Linked DNA regions of Mus musculus: region 1 is linked to region 2. The links are chromatin contacts, called in public HiChIP or PLAC-seq maps. All regions are on one chromosome and are shown on one strand. The core of a region is the stretch at or near the end of the contact, and the rest is flanking DNA. Distances in the headings are between cores, read along the strand shown.

Region 1 (5,614 bases), core at 2,454-4,953, 83 kb before region 2:
TTATACCATAAGTAACATGTTATATGCATTATCTTTTTGCCATTTAATCCTTTTAAGAACCCTTTAAGGGTACAAGGGAATTATTGTTCTTTTTCAATTTGTGGAAAAAGAACTCACGGCTTGGAGAGGTCAAAGCCACATTGCTAGCTTGAGCAAAAATTTGCGTTAACATCTAAGACTCTCTGTCTATAACAGCCACTACCACATGTAGAATAATGCCTACTGCAGTAAAAAGATGAAAACGACAGGACATGTAAAAGAGCATTTAAAAAACTAATCACATGGATTCTTTTCCCCACAGAAAACTTTAACATCCTAGCTTATTTATGACGCTTCCTTTGTATTAATCTAGACTATCCTAATATAACTTAATAATCTATTTCTCAAATTTATCAATGTTTAAAAAATTCTTATTTTATGTGTATATGTCTAAGTGTACGTCGTGAGTGTGTGTGTGTGTGTGTGTGTGTGTGTGTGTGTGTGTGCCCTCAGAAACCAGCTGTAGCTGTAGGCAGCTGTGACCCCTGATGCTGGGAATGACCTTGGATCCTCTGGAAGAGAAGCCAACTATCGGTCACCACGGAGCCATTTCTCCAGCCCCTTTATCAAGATTTTCTTATCATTGAAGGTACTTTGTGATTTATAATTTAATGATTTATTTTACCAAACTGCAGATTTAAGCTTCCTCACTGTACATGATGCTCCAATAAGGACTGTGGGTTTTGATCAATGTATCAGAGAGAAACAGTAATCCAACAGACAAGCGAGATGCTAGCCAGCTGTCTGGGTGTGAGTCCAAGAGTCCAAAAGAGCAAAGAAGAAAACCCACACAAGACAGCATGGAAAAAAGACACCACACTCAGGGCTAGCACACTAAAAATAAGAACCAGGGTTTGGAGAGATGGCTCAGCATTTCGGAGGACTGCTGCTCTTTCAGAGGACAAAGTTCATATAGATCACAATCAGCTCTAAGGGATTCAATGCATTCTTCTGGCCTCCACGGGCATGTGCACACGTATACATATTGAGATACACGACAGGCAGACAGGCAGGCAGGCAGGCAGGCAGGCAGGCAGGCAGACAAACAGACACACAGAGAGAGGAGGGGGAAGCACGAGTGCGCCAGGTTTCCAGACCCCTGGGAGCTCTCAGAGACTGAGCCACCAACCAAGGAACATACATGGCTGGACATACACAGCAGACTGCATGCAGCTCAGTCTCCAAGGCTAGCTAGTCTGGCCTCAGTGGGAGAGGAAATACCTAATCTGGCAGAGACTTGATGGTATTTGGGGTGGGGGTTGGGGGAGGTATGTATGGAGGGGCCCCCTCTCAGAGGAGAAGGGGTGGGTGGGAGGAACTCTGAGCCAAGTTTCTCACTGACGATAAGGGAGGTGTAAATATGAACATAGAGGAAGTGGATGTACCTAAGGCAACTCATGTGTCCCCATGCACTGACAGAGATACAGCTCCAGACACACATAAAGTCATCACCTCTCTCTTCATCCAATGAGTCAAATGCAGCTATTTTTTTTTAAAATGGGGGAGGGGCCGAATCTATGCTATATTTACAAACTTTTTTGTCTTTATTTCCTAATATAGTCTACATTTATACCTTATATGAGGTATAAATAATCTAGAAATTTGAATTTAAATAAGGGTGGGCAATATAGGTTAACAGAATACTATACCACTTTATAAGGAACTTGAGCAGCTGTGGAATTCAATATGGTGCATCGACTACCCTGACAATACCAAAGAACAATTGCATATGCATATACATACACACATATTCCTGTCTAGGCTAGAGGAAGCAAACCCTTAAAACAGTGAGTAGACTTACACAGTACTGACCTTAGAGTCTAAATTAAATACCATTCTCCACTAAAAGAAACCAAGACTATTAGTGAAACTACTAAGTTCTTGAATGAAGCAGGTGAAATACAAGCTGAAGACAACTGGTGCCAAAAGAAAGGTCATCCCTAAGAGACAATAAAACTGGCTTGAGTGCTCACTAGCCACACAAAGACTGTGTGAGTACCAAGGAGAGTCTAACAGTAACAGGTACAGCTCTACACAAGAGACCAAGCGTATGTATGAGTGCTGTGTGAACAAAGTGGAAGAGAATGAAAAGTAAGTTTCAAAGCTTCTCTACAGACAAATACTTATTAACTGCAACAGGACAGAAAATTTAAAGGCAGAAGTTTCTGGCAGACACCTCTTAAATCAAGGAATTTAAGGTAATGGGATAAAAAAATCTAATAAATCCCAGTCACACTCAACTTGTGCCTTGAATTTTCTTAAGTGTTGGGGCTGGTACAGAAAGTCAGGTTGGAGAAACATACAAACCAAAGGAGCGCGCCTTTCAGTTACTCATTGGGAACAGAATCAAATCCTTCTGCTCTTAAGAAAAGCACTGGGGCACTTTGGCTCCCACACCAAACATTAATCAAGAGAGTGGCCTACAGATTTGTCCACGGGTCAATCTTTGGCAGGCACTTAACTTGAGTTCCCTCTTTCTGGATCAAGTTGAAAACCAAACTCAACACCAAAAGAATCGACACATACATCAATGATAACTTCCCAATGTGGAGACTATATTGTGGTTAAGTAGAACATTCCTATTTGCCTATTATACATACTAAGCGATAATAGGGCATCAAATTGGCAATTTCCTCACGAGGGCCCCTGCCACTCAGTGAGATACTGGAGATTCACTATCTATCAGCTCTATAATCTGTCTTCACCTCCCTGAACACTGACTCTCCTGGATCCAGGGACAAAAATGAGAAAAGGAATGTGGTTTACGTATTTAGGTAGAAGTTTTAGTTCTTCCGGTTCTAGTGTGAGACCCTGGGCAAGCGATACCCAACACCTTCATTGCAAAATTGAGGCAAGTTAAGGAAGGCTCTGTACGGCCTTGTAATAGTGGACACCTGGATACTTCAATTGCCCAACATCTAATAATGACTAAACCGCAGTACGCCCCTACAAAACCTGACGTTTACTACAAAAGCCAGAATACGAGCATAGGTTCTCCGAGTTAACGAAAGCAAGGATATGTATCACAATCTTGATTTTTTAAAAAGTTCTCCAAGATGGCCCACCAGTCCTGCAAGTGACTGTCCAACGCATAACTCCATACTTGCCTCAAGCGCCTCAGCTACCACGCGCACCAAGCAATGTCCCTCCAGGTGGCCCGCTTCAGCCACACCCGCGGAGATCCAGGTCACGCTGCGATGGGTCCGCAGCACTCTGCGTACACACTCCCTCCACAGGCGGCATACTCTGGGGATGCAAAAGCACAAAGGGTTGCCGCCGGGCGGCCGGTTCCCACCGTCAGCAGCCTCGCAGCGCCAGCTAAGCACTAGGAAACCCGGGCAGAGGTCCCGGCAGAGGCGACCCCGCCACCCTCCGGGACGAAGGTCTCCTCCCGCCCCATTCGCCCTCACCCGGCTACCCGAAGCAGCGCTTTGGCCGGCAGGAAGGTAAACACACGCTCCACCACCTCCGCAAGGTTACTCAGCACGTAGGTGCTTCGCGGATCTGTGGAGGAGGAGACGCCGCCACCGCCGCCTGCCGGCTCCATTCCTCGCCTACCGGCCCGAAGGCCCTACAGAGTCTCAGGGGTACCGGAGCGGCCGGCGCACCACCTACAACCCGAGCTCCCTGAGCAGGCGCGCGCCACTTCCGGTGGGCCGCTTCCGGTACTGGACACGCCGCTGCGGCGGTGCACCGGCCTGCACAGTTCCGCCCGGAAGGGACCGGAGGCAGCCTGGCGTTTAAGCCGGCTGCAAACACTATTTGGTCAATCTGGTTAACTCGTTAGGTCTTAAGTTTTAAGCGAGTAGACATAAATAGCACTCGCCATTCTTTGGCACTATTAATTGCTACAGAAAGCACATGCCAAACCAGATAGATATTTTCACACAGGAGCCATTATTCTTTGGCTCCTGCTGGCTCTTCCCTGCAGGGCTACATACAGAATCACAGGGGATGAAGCCCAACACCATACATTCCCGAACCACAAATGAAAGAACAGTAGAGGCTGCTTCATTTCAACTGAATAGGTTGTCTCCTGACTGAGGGGCACTTTGTCCCCAGCTACTTGGCCTGACCTGGTGCTTCTTGTTTTGGCTTCTAGATCTTTTACACTGTGATAACCCATTAGAACATTTTGAGCTGGACAAGATGATGCATGTTTGCATCTAGCAAGCTGGAGGCAGGAGGGTCAAAAGCCGAAAACAATCTAGACCCTACTGCAAAATATGTAAGATAACACAAAAAAACATGAACAAGCCCTCAACAAGCAGCAGCCACTTTACTCTGGAAACCTTAAGACTTAAGTAGCAAACATGGACGCATCATACAGTCTCCAAAACACCACGATACACTGGGAATGTGTGAAAACTTCAATGCTTCCCGTTAATAAAAAACCCCAGCAGCTCTGGGCTCTCCAGGAGCCCTAAATCCTACTTCTAGAACTTCCAAACTGCTCTGTGGCTCCACTCTTCTCACCAGGCACTGGTTGGGGTGGGGGTGGGGTGCGGGAACATGTTATGACGACTAGGGAATGAACACCAAGGGTCAGTATGTTTAAGAGGAGGACTTCTGAACATTTCCTCAGCTAAGGCAACCTTCAGAAAAAACAACTGTTTCTGAATGAAGTAGGGAGGCTGTACATGGAGACATAACATTCAAACCAAACATGAAACTGGCACAGGAATTTCAGTCAAGGAAAGAAAAGGCTTTCCTTCTGCTGAGATTCTGATGAGATCTACAGATAGTGGTGTGTATAGAGGCCTTGAGTGTACAAGAGGAACTGTGCTAATAGTACCCTAAGAACATTAGAGACATTAATTAAAACAGCACTAGAAACCCACATGTATTTGAATTTAAAGAACGCAGTAAGGGAATGGTTAAAGAAAAACTGAATACACTATGTGTGTACACACCAATTCTAGGTTCCCTATCCCTCTCAGTATCTTCATCTCCACTTCTGAAACCTCCCCACACCCCATCTTCTCTTTAAACAGCCTACACTAGAAATTCAATATAGAGCCTATAGACGCCTGAATTATAGCATCTCATAAGAGGGAAAGGTGACAAACTGATTTTTAAATGGTTCTTTATTCATAAACTTGATGCAAGTTTACAAAATTTACTGTACATTGCCAAATAAATCTGCAATGAAAAATAAAATCAAAAAAAAAAAAAAACCCAACCCCAAAGCATGCCAAATGTGCAGCTGTCAATCTGCTAGCCATTAGGAAATTAGAATTCAATAATGTATTCAAGATTTTGCCTTAGGCATAAGGAACTTAATAATGTGTTGAAGAATTCTGTCTTGTCACTTGTCATCTGAGCCACTGGCAATCATATATTTAGGGTAACCAAGTGACCAAGAATACCAGATATCTTTTCTGCCCTCTTAACCAACAGAATCAAGAGAAACTAACACCACACATAAAATGCACAAGTGCCACATCTCCTAGATGTGGTTTGCAAAGTTTAAAAAAAAAATCTCAAATCAAATATATAAGAAAAGCCGTTTAACTCTGTACTGGGTCGTGCAGGAGTGTGCTTCGAGGTTTCTTTTAAAAGTGCTTAAGTAGCT
Region 2 (5,646 bases), core at 2,181-4,680:
ACACACACACACACACACACACACACACACACACACACTCTAAAGGGAGTCACTGAACCAAGGGAAGGAAATGGAGTCACCTACAGGCATCTCTTGGGTGATGTAACTAAGACAGGCCCAGGCTGCACATCTTCAGGGACCTCTGGCAGCTCCAGCCATCTGTGAGAGCGAAGCAGAGGGATAACATGTGTTTAACCAGAAGACGGTCTGGGACATGGCCCGGGGCTGTATGTACAGATGGCGTGCTCAGCTCTGAGACTCGGAGGGGTTGTCCACCTTAGGAGCTCAATGGAGTCAGACAGTATCACCACATCGCCTGCTGCTCAGGGCGTCTTTGAAAACTAGTTGAAAGGCCAAGTGGGCTCCTGCAATGGATGTGAACGGGCTGTGCTGTGCTGCCTTTGACCCATATCTGAGGACAGTGCTGGAGGCCAGAAGGCCACCTTGGGGAATCCTTCCATACATGGACACACCAGGGCCCTCCTGCAGAGCCTGATGTGGAGGAGAGTTCTTCTGGCTTGGAACATTGCCCTAGAGGCTGCCCTTAAAATTGTCTCTGAAAAGGAAGAGCTGCTGGTTTTGTTCACTGTATGAAGAATGAGGGCTTGCTATGTTTAGAGCATGTAGAGAAAGATTTACTGGGAGAGAGCTTGCCCCGAGCTCTCAGGCAATGATTGCTTTTACCGGTAGAGCAGTTTCGGAGTCAGCTGTTCTCCAGCTGTGTGACTCTTAAGGAGTTGCTTGACCATGCTGAGTCTTGACTTCCTCGTCTATGGATGGAGATAACATAGCCTGTTGCGGTGCACTGTCATGAACTCTTGCACAGCGATGAGGACATAACAAAATCAATATGACAGCACACTGTCAGGTACACTGGGTGCTGCGTAAACGGTTACCCCAATAGACTTCACAGCATTTTGAGGTGACAAGTGCCACTTGGACTCACCTGAGTGACTGAAGTATTTGTGAAGACTGACTTGCAACGTGTCTATTTCCCACAGGTACACATTTCTCTCGATCTCTGTGGCCCCTCCCCATGACCTGGCTGCTTGCTCAGTGGGCCCTGGGGAGGCTCATCTTCCCTGTCCCTGTTTGGGTCTGTAACAATTGTCCTGTAGCTAAGTAGGACTGTCACCAAAGTATCAATGGCTACAAGACATCTGCTCTCAAGTTAATTACAGGAATAATGCTGGCATTGCATGACTGAAGGAAAGGCAACAGGATTGTCTTAGTCAGGGTTTTACTGCTGCGAACAGACACTATGACCAAGTCAAGTCTTTTTTTTTTTTTTAATTTATTGGATATTTTCTGTTATCCCCTTTCCAGGTTTCCCCTCCAAAATCCCCCTACCACTCCCCCCTCTTCTTGCCTCTATTAGGGTGCTCCCTCACCTACCCATTCCCCCTTTCCTGCTCTGGCATCCCCTACACTGGAGGATCCAGCATTCACAGGACCAAGGGCCTCTCCTCCCCACTGATGTCCAACTAGGCCATCCTCTGCCACATGTATGGCCGGAGTGGTCCAGTCCCCGGGAGCTCTGGGGGGTGGGGTGGATGGGAGGGTTGGCTGGTTGATGCTATTGCTCCCCTCACAGGGCAGCAAACCCCCTCCTTTCCTTCAGTCCCTTCTCTGACTCCTCCATCAGGAACCCCGCACTCAGTCTAATGGTTGGCTGTGAGCATCTGCTTCTGTATTTGTTAGGCTCTAGCAGAGCCTCTCAGGAGACAGCCATATCAGGCTTCTGTCAGCAAGCACTTCCAGGAATCCACAATAGTGTCTGGGATTGGCAACTGTATATGGGCTGGATCCCCAGGTGGGGCAGTCTCTAGATGGCCTTTCTTTCAGTCTCTGCTCCACACTTTGTCTCTGTATTTCCTCCGGTGAATATTTTGTTCCCCCTTCTAAGAAGTACTGAAGCATCCACACTTTGGTCTTCCTTCTTCTTGAGCTTCATATGGTCTGTGAATTACATCCAAGTCAAATCTTATAAAGGACATTTAATTGGGGCTGACTTACAGGTTCCCAGGTCCCATCCATTATCATCAAGGTGGGAACATGGCAGCATCCAGGCAGGTATGGTGCAGGAGGAACTGAGAGTTTTACATCTTCATCTGAAGGTTGCTAGCAGAATGCTGGCTTCAAGCAGCTAGAATGAGGGTCTTAAAGCCCTCACCCACAGTGACACACCTACTCTAAAAAGGCCACACTTTCTGATAGTGCCACTCCTGGGCCGAGCATATGCAAACCACCACAGGGATGAAAGCCTTTCTGTTGCACGACCACCCAGTCAGTTGCTCTTGCTTGGTGATTTTGATGCTGCCATCAGAACTGCTGGTGGCATTCTGCAAACACATCTCAGGTTTTACACAGGCAGGAGCTTCTCCATTAAGAGAGACACTGCCAGGGTACAAAGTACAGGAATATTGACCTCTTGAAGTAGTGGCAAGCTGCTTTCCAAAGTGGCTACACCAACTCATACCCAAATGTCAGTGTGAGCGGCCTTGGGCTCTGTGCACTCTGATGTGTCACACAGCAATGAAAATATAATGAAATATAGTGGGAAATATAAACCTTAGCAATGGCAGTAGGTGAAAAAGGCAAACTCCCCAAGGAAGGAAAGGACCACATTCTTTATAAAGCCCAGGAAACAGCTGGGGAGATGGGCTGCATGGCTATACTGTGGGGTTATACAAAGATGAAACAAACAAAACTGTACCACAAGGGACTGGCAGAGGGAGCGTGGCACACCCACCCTCACAGCAGAGCGCCTTGTAGTTCCACATTAATGCTTATAATTTCTCTTGATGTAAAAGGCCTATTCAAAATGCCCAAAAGGGGCTGGAGAGATGGCTCAGTGGTTAGACTGCTCTTCCAAAAGTTCTGAGTTCAATTTCCAGTACCCACATGGTGGCTCACAACCATCTGTAATGAGATCTAATGTGCTCTTCTGGAGAGTACTTACATATAAATAAATAAATAAATAAGTAAATAAATAAATAAATCTTTTAAAAATATGCTCAAAAGATGGAAGCAATCTGGGTACCCACGATGGATGAAGAAACAAAGGCATTCATTCATACAATGGGATGTTATTTGTCCATAAAAGGGGAAAGGATTGTGACATACTACAACAGGGACAGACCTTGAGGATACCACACTAAGTAAGTATACTCACAAAAAACCACATCCTGTCTGACTCACCTTATCTGAGATGTTTAGTCAAACACAGAAAAACAGAGTGTCTGGCAGGTCAGGGAAGAGGGCTCAGGAGTTATTTAGTAGGTAGTTTTAGTTTTGCATGGTGAAGATGATTCTAGAAACTGTTTGCTTAGCACTTTTAGTGTATTTTATACCATTGAACTGCACACTTGAAAATGGTCGTAGTGGTATGATGGTCAGCCTTCCATTTTTTCCCCTGTATTTATTTGTGTGCATGGTGAGGAAGGGATGACTGCATGTCCACACACATGTGGAGGCCCAAGGCCAGTGCGAGGTGTTTTCCTATAGCATTCTCTACCTTTAGTTTTTGAGACAGACTCACTCATGGGACCTGACACCCATCCATTTGGCTAGGTTGGCTGACCAATGAGCTTGAGGAAGTCTGTCACTCTTCGCCCTCACCCTACCTCAAGGCTGAGGTTACAGGCATGAGCTGCCATACATGTCCCGGAGTCTCCAAAGTCAGGCCCTAATGCCGGACTGGCAGGCGCTTTGCTGAGTCATCTTCCCATCCCAGCTTGTCAAGTTATAGTAAAATCCCGGAGATGATCACCTTAAAAAAACAGGAAGTTCATCCTGGCTCAGAGCTTTGTAGGTTTCAGTCGGGAAACCTCATGGTAGTCAGGAAGCAAAAGAGACAGGGAGGACAAACCACATATCTCCTTCAAGGACATATCTGCATTGACGAAACTTCCTTCCACTACCCACCCCCATCTTAGAGTTTTATGTCTCCCCAAAACACTGTAGACGAGGGACCAGGTCTTTAACATAATGGACCTTTGGGAAATATTCACACATATGAGCCTATGGTGGCCATTCTCACACAAACCACCGCAGAATATATTAAAATGTGTCTATATGTATCAATAATGAGGTTCCATCATGAACCAGGTCACTACTCAAATCCAGTTCTCTGTTAGTAAAGTGGGAAAAAAATATCTGCTTTCAAAGATCTCTGCCAGAAATTATGAACTATTTTAGAATTTTCAGTAAAGCTGAAAACATCATCTGTAATAACTGTTTCCTCCTGTTACTTTCCTAAAGCTCCAATTTAAAGAACCCTCCTGGGGCTGCAGCTATGGCTTGGTGGCAGAGTACACACTTGTTCAATTCTCGGTACCAAGCAAACAAATACACAGCCCTTCCAAGAACAGCTGTGCATAGAACCTGAGCCAGGAAAACTCCTGTTGCAAGTTCAGTGAGATTTCTGGCACTTAGAAGACACAAACAAAATTTGCTCACTAGTTTGGGAAGGAGTTGGCTCTGCTGGTAAAGTACCACACAAACACGAAGACCTGAGTTTGGGACCTCAGCAGCCACAAAAAAAGCTAGTCAAAGTGATGCATACCAGCTCTGGAGAAGTGGGGACTGGCATTTTTTTCTAGAGCTGGCAGATGTTTGGTGCATACTCCTGTCTCCAAGCCTATGCCCATGGTAGGCATTGCTAATCAATCACAGAATAGTGCACCAGTAAGCCTGGTCTATTTTAGAATCCTTTCTTACATAGTTCTCTATGCAGCCATTCTATCAGAGCACAAGATAAACCTTATTTGCACCCTCTATGCTTCAGTCAGGAGTCTCTAGAGCAGTAGTTCTCAACCTGTGGGTCCTGACCACCATGGGGGTCGCATACTAGATATCCTGCATATCAGATATTTATGATTCACAACAGTAGCAAAATTACAGTTATGAAGTAGCAGCAAAATAATTTATGGTTGGGGTCATCATAGAATGAGGAAATGTATTAAAGGGTCATAGTGTTAAGATAAAAACCACTGCTTGAAAGAACAGACTGATATATATATCAAACAAATGAGACTTGTCCTAAGTACTGCCATTTTGTTTTCAGACTCAATTTGATCATATTAAATATTTTATCATACTAAATTGATAAGATAAAATTAAGTTCAAGTTCCTAGACTCTAGGGGACCTTTCCATATGGCTATCCAATTTTCTCCTTATTCTTTTGTTCCCCAAAAACGTAATGGTTGTTCCTAACCACTAAAGAACAAATTATTCTGACTGATGAAAAATTGTAACTATAGCATGGTACAGATGTTTGTGGGGTTCAAGCTTACAAACTCTATAACAACGTGGCTCAGGGGGTCACAGTCCAGCTCCCAAGTCGGTTCTGCAGCCCTGATCAATCAGTAGGTGCCTGAGTACAAGATATTTTTGTTATCTGCTTAAATACTAAGATGAATGTGTGCAACACAGTTAGCTCCCGAGTCTGTGCTGTTGCCCCTGACTGGTCAGTTTTTGCTGCCTAATTCAAATAAAGATCTTGCTTTGCTGGACTCTTGTGCCTGTTTGGGTTGTTTCGGAGTTTCAGACCCAACAATATAGGTGGTATATGTATATGAATGTATATGTGTGTATATATATATTATCAAAAGGGGATTTATTAGAGTGGCTTACAGGCTGTG

Evidence for each region. HiChIP or PLAC-seq counts read pairs in DNA pulled down with a chosen protein or histone mark.
Region 1: an HNF4G HiChIP or PLAC-seq map of pancreatic cancer cells shows a contact between it and region 2. The contact joins the promoter of Fbxo22 here to the enhancer-like site in region 2. A contact is called at or near these places in 2 of 484 Hi-C or Micro-C datasets (embryonic fibroblasts and nephron progenitors), 8 of 115 datasets of contacts at active chromatin or transcription factors (embryonic stem cells, epiblast stem cells, extraembryonic endoderm stem cells and 2 more) and 3 of 9 other capture datasets (adipose tissue, liver and pancreatic islet).

What each region holds. Positions count from the first base shown.
Region 1 is chr9:55,207,024-55,212,637 of GRCm38.p6, reverse strand. It overlaps Fbxo22 (F-box protein 22), which reads right to left and starts at 3,703. Exons shown (of 7, transcript NM_028049.2): 1 at 3,450-3,703; 2 at 3,147-3,285. The coding sequence starts at 3,586. Ube2q2 (ubiquitin-conjugating enzyme E2Q family member 2) reads right to left here. Exons shown (of 13, transcript NM_180600.3): 13 at 5,109-5,614.
Region 2 is chr9:55,124,010-55,129,655 of GRCm38.p6, reverse strand. No RefSeq gene overlaps it. Among named protein-coding and RNA genes, the nearest start is that of Ube2q2, 23 kb to the left of the region's middle. Within about 2 kb of position 3,430, at least 57 of the 459 cell types and tissues checked have an H3K27ac peak or open chromatin away from gene starts, as enhancers often do. A contact at or near this core is called in liver, memory CD8 T cells and pancreatic cancer cells, where this site is marked.